Linked DNA regions of Gossypium hirsutum: region 1 is linked to region 2. A link is a contact called in public Hi-C data. All regions are on one chromosome and are shown on one strand. The core of a region is the stretch at or near the end of the contact, and the rest is flanking DNA. Distances in the headings are between cores, read along the strand shown. Region 1 holds the start of LOC107945179 (L-type lectin-domain containing receptor kinase IX.1). Region 2 has its middle 43 kb from the start of LOC107940879.

Evidence for each region. A called contact is a pair of places that touch in the nucleus more often than the background predicts.
Region 1: a contact with region 2 is called in a Hi-C map of leaf, with 4 times the contacts expected there. The contact joins the promoter of LOC107945179 here to the enhancer-like site in region 2. A contact is called at or near these places in 2 of 34 Hi-C or Micro-C datasets (both in leaf).

Annotation. Positions count from the first base shown.
Region 1 is chrA04:85,179,072-85,183,051 of Gossypium_hirsutum_v2.1, forward strand. It overlaps LOC107945179 (L-type lectin-domain containing receptor kinase IX.1), which reads left to right and starts at 1,286. Exons shown (of 2, transcript XM_016879051.2): 1 at 1,286-1,425; 2 at 1,521-3,777. The coding sequence starts at 1,571. The coding sequence ends at 3,490.
Region 2 is chrA04:85,024,653-85,029,250 of Gossypium_hirsutum_v2.1, forward strand. It overlaps the pseudogene LOC107940860. Among protein-coding and RNA genes, the nearest start is that of LOC107940879, 43 kb to the left of the region's middle. Within about 2 kb of position 1,464, at least 4 of the 9 cell types and tissues checked have an H3K27ac peak or open chromatin away from gene starts, as enhancers often do. A contact at or near this core is called in leaf, where this site is marked.

The DNA of each region.
Region 1 (3,980 bases), core at 36-2,535, 150 kb after region 2:
ATGTAAATCAGTGAATAAAAAGTGTCTTGAATTCTTATTTTTCATTGAGTCTTTTGAATATAATTCATAAAGTGTTATTGAGTGAGTTTTTCTTTTTTTTTTCTTTTTTTTTTACAGCAAATCTTCCTATTTAGTCTAACATGTTAAACTTGATAATACCAATGAAGATATTGGTTGGATTCTTCTTTTTGTTTGTTTTTAACACGTCCATTGACTTGTAATAGTAAAAGACTTGGCACTTGGCACTTTTATTATTAATAGTATAAGCCCCCAATAATGCACATATTTATGTAGTCTTGTGGTGGAGCCCAGACAAGCTATCGACATCCTTGGAAGAAAATATACTGTTACATCTTCGGCATCCCATACCAGTGGTGCCAGAAGAAGCAAAACCCAAACTTCAGGCAATGGTTCCAATATCCATTCCTTGAAGGAAAAAACAGAGACTCCAAGTTCAGACACAGATAGTGAGTTCTTGGTTAGTATTTTGTTCTTTTCATTGGCTATGAAGATTACTATTTTGTTCTTGTTCTTATGGTTTTCCAAGTGTAAAGTAATGATTGTTTTGGTTCTTAATAAAAGTTGATGAATTTTCTTAGCAAAATGAACAAATATATAAAATATTATAAAAAAATCATTTCGAACGGTTCTTAAGAGAACCATTGACTTGTAATTAATCCAAAGTCTTTGTGGTTTTATTGCCTAATTCATAAAAATTATTCCAAGTCTTGCATTGATGGACCTCATACACCGTGCTTTTAAAAGCACTTGCTAGGAAATAAACTGGATTAAAATAAATTCCACCCAAAAAAGTAAGCAACAAGACCAAATTAATTTATAACTTGCAACTGGGGTAGGTTGGCACCTTCTTTTATTGAATAAATATTATTTGAAATTTAATTTACTGAATGATATCATATATAAATTTTGATTGTATGTAATTATACATGAATCTTTTATTTGATTTAATTTTCACAAATTATTAATAATATTATTGAATTAATATAATTTACCTTGTTATAATGTATATACAAACAATTGTATTAATTTAGTATAAAAATAAATGCATGTAATTTAAACATGTACAACTGAATCAAAATTAAAATTTTATATATAATTACATCAAATTAAATTTTATTATCAAATTTCGTATATAAATTAATAAATAATTTTTTAAAATAATATAACTAATGAATTTTACAAAAAAAGAAAAGTTTTTTTTTTCTTATTTTTGTCCAAGTTCCCACCACAAAGTAGGAGATTCAATACGATGCTTTGTAGGTCCAATGTAGGGCAAGAATGTCGAACTTTATTTTAGTGAGGAATGAATTATTTTATTCCAGGGAATGAATTACCTTGTGTTGCAGCAAATTTCCTCAAAATCCTCACTCCGAAGGTGAAGAAGGCTCAAAAAGCTGAGAATATGTATCTCAAATCTCGTAAACCTGAATTTCTCTTCATATTATTATTCTTATACACCCTTCCTATGGGTTTACTTGTTCATTTTACCATGGCTGCAGCAATTGATGATGGTAACATCCATTTCAATTTGACTGATTTCACCCCAAATATGCCTCACATAGAGTTTGAAGCTGATACAACCACATCAGGTCGCCAAATCCAACTCACCACCAACCAGAGAAACAAGGCTTTAAACGGTAGTGTTGGTCGAGCCACTTATTACCAACCAATGCACCTTTGGGACAATTCATCAGGGAATCCCCGACTTGCAGATTTCACCACTCATTTTTCTTTCTCCATCGATTCCTTGAATAAGTCCTCCGGAGATAGGGGTGATGGGTTTGCGTTTTTCCTTGCTCCCGATGGCTCAAAAATCCCTCCTCACTCCGGAGGTGGTTGCTTGGGACTTCAAAGTTGCGATTCAGACGCTAACTCTAAATTTGTTGCAGTGGAATTTGATACGTATCCCAATGTATGGGATCCTCTGGGGTTAGATCACGTGGCCATTGATCTCAACTCTATCAAGACTTCTTTTTACCCTGTCCAATGGACGTGGAGTGGCATTGAACATGGAGGAAAGGTTGATACTTTCATCACTTACAACTCTAGTACAAAAAACCTGAGTGTCTTTTTACTTGGTGCTGAGGACTTTAATCGTCTAAATTCATCTAATCTTTCCGCAATATTGGATCTTAGTCAATATTTACCAGAATGGGTCACTTTTGGCTTCTCCGGATCCACTGGATCTAGCATTGAGCTACACACTATTTGTTCCTGGAGTTTCAGCTCCAACTTACAAGTTTCCATGAATAAAACCATCAATCCTCAAAATCTACCACCAATCCCTCCATTCAACTCCAGAAGGAAGAAACAGACATGGCTACGGGTAGTTCTAGCCATTGTTGGTTGCATTTCTACTTTGCTCCTAGTTCTAAGTCTGGTTTGGCTTTTCTGTAGAAGGAGAAAGTACAGAAGGATGAGGGAAGATGGGACCATTTCTTTCAACGTAGACGTGGAAATGGTGACAGCACCTAGGAAGTTTTCCTACAAGGAACTCAGGCTTGCAACGAATAATTTTGCCGATGAAGATCTCCTTGGAGAGGGAGGTTTTGGAAAAGTTTATTTAGGCTTCTTGAGGGACACCAATTCCAATATTGCTGTCAAAAGGATAACTCCAAATTCTCAACAAGGGGTGAAAGAGTACGAATCCGAAATTACCACTATTATCAAATTGAGGCACAGGAATTTGGTCCAACTCATCGGTTGGTGCCATGACAATAAGGAGTTCCTCATTGTGTATGAGTTCCTTCCAAATAGGAGTCTCGATTACCATCTACATAAAGAGCCGTGCTTGTTGACATGGGATACAAGGTATAAAATCGCCATGGGAGTGGCCTCAGCGTTGTTTTATCTGCAAGAAGAATGTGATCGATGCGTGCTGCATCGAGACATCAAGCCAAGTAATGTTCTGCTAGATTTTAGTTTCAATGCCAAGCTTGGTGACTTTGGGCTGGCTAGGCTTGTTGACCACGGACAAGGGTCTCAAACAACAAAATTGATCCTTGGAACTGATGGTTATATAGCACCCGAGTGTCTTGACACATACAAAGCCATTAAGGAATCCGACATATACAGCTTTGGTATTGTTGCCTTAGAAATAGCCTCCGGAAAGAAGGCCGTAGCTGTAATTGAAAGGAATGGCAAGAGATTCAAGACAAAACTGGTGGAATGGGTTTGGGAATTGTATAGGGAAGAGCGTCTTTTGGATGCTGCTGACCCAAGATTGTCTGGAAACTACGACATGGAACAAATGGAACGGTTGCTGTTAGTTGGGCTGGCTTGTGCTCACCCAAACTATTTTGACCGCCCATCCATAAGGCAGGCTATTGAAATCCTTGGTTCCAAAGCCCCACTTCCCAGTTTACCACGCGAGATGCCGGTTCCATTACACATTGCAGCTCTGCAAGACAACATCGTTACATCTTCAGCATCCACTTCATGCTATACCAGTGGCCAAACTCAAAGTTGAGGCACTGGGTCAAGAATTCATTCATTTTAAGGATAAAACAATGGCTCCAGGTTATGACACGGAAGCCAAGCAGTGAATTCTTGGCGGTTGGTAGTTGAACCTTCTTTTGTTGTATATATGGCTTCTTGTTTTCTAGTTTTGATGCTTTGTTATATCCATGGTTTCCGCACCTTGTGTTTTGTTCTTTTGATTGGGTATATGCGAAGATCACTGTATTTAAAGATTTTAGTGTTCTTAGTGTAATGATTGCTTTCGTTGTTAATTATAGTTTAATTTGAAATATTCTATAGATTTTCTTCCTTTTAAATTTGCTTTTATCTCTAAGAGATTGAGATTTGAGATAATTGTGGCTTCATATTGCCCAAGAACCACTAATGGAACTCAGTCACATCCTACAGGATGATAACCGGTCGTGTTATGCTAAGAAAAATATAGGATTAGGTATGCAATTTGACTTAAAATTTTTATTTGAAATAACGAAATAACATGG
Region 2 (4,598 bases), core at 214-2,713:
TGGAGTTTGATACGTATCACAGTCTTTGGGATCCTGTGGGGATGTCTGAGCACGTGGGCATTGATCTCAACTCTGTCAAGGCTTCTAACTCCACCGTTAAATGGTGGTGGAGTGATATTGAAAATGGGGGAAAAGTTAATGCTTTCATCACTTACAACTCTAGTACAAAAAACTTGAGTGTTTTCTTAGTTGATGCTAGTGATTTTTCTGGTGAGAATTCATCTAGTCTTTCTGCAATACTGGATCTTAGCCGATATTTAACAGAATGGGTCACTTTTGGCTTCTCAGGAGCCGCTGGATTTAAAACTCTGACAGAGCTACACACTATTTATTCCTGGAATTTCAGCTCTACCTTACAAGTTTCCATGAATACAACTATCCATCCTCCAGCAATCGCACCAAGCCTTCCAGTCAACCCCAGAAGGAAGAGCAAGACATGGCTATGTCTAGTTCTAGCCATCGTTAGTGGCATTTTTGCTTTGCTCCTAGTTCTAGGTCTGGTTTGGCTTTTTTGCAGGAGAGGAAAGTATAACAAGATGAGGGATGATGGGCCCATGTCTATCAACGTAGACATGGAAAAATTAACAGCACCTAGGCAGTTTTCCTACAAGGAGCTAAGACTTGCAACCAGTAATTTTGCTGATGAAAGTCTGCTCGGAGAGGGAGGTTTTGGGAAGGTTTATTTAGGCTTCTTGAGGGACATCAACTGTAGTATTGCTGTCAAAAGGATAACTCCACATTCTCAACAAGGGGTGAAAGAGTACGTATCAGAAGTTACAACTATTACCAGATTGAGGCATAGGAATTTGGTCCAACTAATTGGTTGGTCATGACAGTAAGGAGTTCCTCATCGTGTACGAATTCCTTCCAAATAAGAGTCTCGATTACCATCTACATAGAGAACCGTGCTTGTTGACGTGGGATACAAGGTATAAAATCGCTATGGGACTGGCCTCAGCGTTATTTTATCTGCAGGAAGAATGTGACAAATGCGTTTTGCATCGAGACATCAAGTCAAGTAATGTTCTGTTGGATTTGAGTTTCAATGCCAAGCTTGGTGACTTTGGGTTGGCTAGGCTTGTTGAACATGGACAAGGGTCTCAAACAACTAAGGTTATGCTTGGGACTGATGGTTATATAGCACCCGAGTGTCTTGACACATGCAAAGCCATTAAGGAGTCCGACATATACAGTTTTGGTATTGTTGCCTTAGAAATAGCCACCGGAATGAAGGCTATTGCTGTAATTGAAAGGAATGGTAAGAGATTCAAGAGAAAACTGGTGGAATGGGTTTGGGAACTGTACGGAAAAGAGAGTGTTTTCGATGCTGTAGACCCACGATTGTATGGCAATTACGACATGGAACAAATGGAACGGTTGCTCTTAGTTGGGCTGGCTTGTGCTAACCCAAACTATTATGCCCGCCCATCGATAACGCGGGCTATCGACATCCTTGGTTTCAAAGCACCACGGCCCATGCTACCACGGGAGCTGCCGGTTCCAACATATATTGCAGCTTTGGAAGACAATATTGTTACATCTTCGGCATCCAATTCATCCCATACCAGTGGTTCCAGAAGAAGCGAAACCCAAACTTCAGGCAATGGTTCCAATATCCCTTCTTGAAGGATAAAACAAGAACTCCAGGTTCAGACACAGAAGCCAAGCAGTGAGTTCTTGGTTAGTAGTTAACACTTAGTATTTTGCTCTTTTCATTGGCTATGAAGATTACTATTTTGAGATTTTAATTTTGTTCTTGTTTTTGTTCTTGTTATGGTTTTCCAAAGTGTAAAATAATGATTGTTTTCGTTATTAATCAAAGTTCAATTTTCCTAGCAAAATGAACGAATATATAAAATCTTATAAATAAATAAAAACCGATTCGAAGGGTTCCTAGGAGACCCATTGACTTGTAATTAGTCTAAGTCTTTGTAGTTTTATTAACATTGATGGACAAAAATTAAGAATATATTTAAGCAGTAACTGTAGTGGAGCCCCTGACAATACAAGGAGCCAATTACTTCTTGACAAACATTTGCAAATTAATGTCGTGAGAACCAAAAACAAAAAGGAAAAAGAACAGCAATGTCAATTATTACAAGGTACCAAGATTCCTTGGATTTATGTTAAGTTTTTACAGGTAAATTATATCACAGTTTGGTTTTCATCACTAATTAAAGTTACATATAAAAAAACATTCTTTAAAAAACATTTATATGGGACTAAATTGGATCCCTTCATCAATGTTTTGGTCGAGAGATAGAGATTGGAGATGTATACATTCTATCTTTCTTACGGCAAGTGTACAATTACACTCGAGGATGTCAGTTTACAACTTAGTTTATTGATCGATGGGGATATCGTTATAGGGCCAATTATTAGTGTTGATTGGAGTGCAACATGTGAGCAACTACTAGGGAAGGTGCCGAACAAGTTTAGGGTTAGCTGGATCGAGATGAGATGGTTGGAGGACAACTTCCAAACTATCGAGGCTTTAGCGAATGATGTTGAAAAGGAACAATTCACACGCGCATTCATCTTGAGGTTGATTAGGGTTCTGCTAATGCTAGATAAATCTTGCAATTTGATACATTTAAGATGGCTACTACTACTAGTCGACTTAAAAGAATCAGGACAACTTAGTTGGGGATCAGCGGTGCTGGCGACATTATACCGAGAAATGTGTCGAGTGACGATATCGAATAAAACTAAAATCAACAGTTGCATGCTCCTTCATATGGTAAAATTCATTTGACAATATCATTACCATTTTTATTTTTCATTGTTGTAATTTTGAAATAACATATTATTTGAATAGGTGAAACAATCCCGCAAGACACAGCGGTATACCAATCAAGCTCGAGGATATCTGACTAGCTCCAGATCAAGAAATCGAAGAGGATATTAGTTTATGATTTTCAAAGTTATATAATATGTATTATAACACTTGAAATTAAATATCAGACACGTTTTAAAAATTATAAATTCGTAATGTAGTTTGTATGGATGCCATATGCAGATTCGAGGATTCAAAAATGTGTCTCGATAGAATTTTTGGCCAGTCACAACATTTGGCACGTCAAAGTGCCATTGGCCATTTTGCAATGGTCGAGATGTACGAATCCGACCGATTCATGCGACAGTTCAAGTGTATTGATGATCGTTAAACTAACTAAAAATTCGACTAAGACAAACGCACTTATTGAACAATAGTATAGTTATGATGAGACCGGAAATATCGTATCCACAAGAACTAAAAGTACTAGTAATTACTATCTTTTTATTATCTAGCCTAAGAATTAAGGGATGTTTTAAACTAAACTAATTATTTAATTGACTAAGATTATGACAGAGATAAAAGTTGGAAAATACTGTTGGAAAACCGATAGAGAAGACAATACCCAAGGAAGAATTCACCTAGACTTCACTTATTACTTTTGAATTAGACGATTTATTCACTTGACTTAATCCGTAGAAATCCCTGATTTATGTTAATATCTCTCTCAAGACTAAAAACAATTGACTCTAGGTTGATTAATTGAAATCTCTCTCTAATTAAAACCCCTATTGTCGCATTAACTCGATCTATAGATTCTCTTATTAGATTTGACTCTAATCTGGTAGATTTCTGTCGTCCTATCTCTAGGATTGCATGCAACTGCACTTAATTATGGAAGATCTACTCTTAAACAAGGACTTTTGCTCCGTTGAATAAGCATATCAAAACTTGAATTAATATCCTGGAATATTAAAACAAGAATTAAGAACACATAATTGAGAATAAGAACAAGTATTTATCATATAATTCAAATTGTAATAAGATCCGTCTTAGGTTTCATCTCCTTTAGGTATTTAAAGAGTTTAGTTCATAATAATGGAAAAATCTCAAAATTGGGAAAACAACAAAACATAAAGAAACCCAAAGAACTTCTAGGAAATTGGATGGAGATCTTCAGTCTTGAAGTAGATCCTACTTTTGAGCTGATTCCGATGGTTATCCTTTAGTATTCCCTGCCTTCTACTCTGCGTGTTCCTTTTGATCCTCTTCTAGGGTGTTTAAATAGACTTTGAAATGCCCAAAATTAGCCTTTTCCAAATAGAATTAGACTTGGGTTTAACGGGGACATGACCGTGTGCCACACCCGTGTGAAGGTGCTCAGGCTGTGTGCAATTCTGACTTGATTTAATATCGACACGGCCATAACACAAGGACGTGTAGTCTGCCCGTGTGTGTGGAAGTACCCAGTCCATGTGGAACACTGAAATTTGCCTTTTTTCTGTCTTTGGCTCGTTTCTTTCTCTTTTCTCTTTCTTATGTTCTCCTGAGTATAAGACATGAAACTAAAGGATTAGGAGCATCGAATTCAATGAAACCAAGGAAAAATCATCCATAAATATTCCAAGCATGGGGTAAAAATATGTATAACTTATGGTTTATCATGTACGCAACGTATTCTGCCACGACCTTAGAAGCTCGATGACTTACACAAGATTGACTTGTGAAGGAGGCTCGAGGAAGATTAGCCAACATTCCACAAGAAGTACATCGAGATGTGGCAGCGTAGGTATGATTACTTGCCAACATGTGAACCATTTCT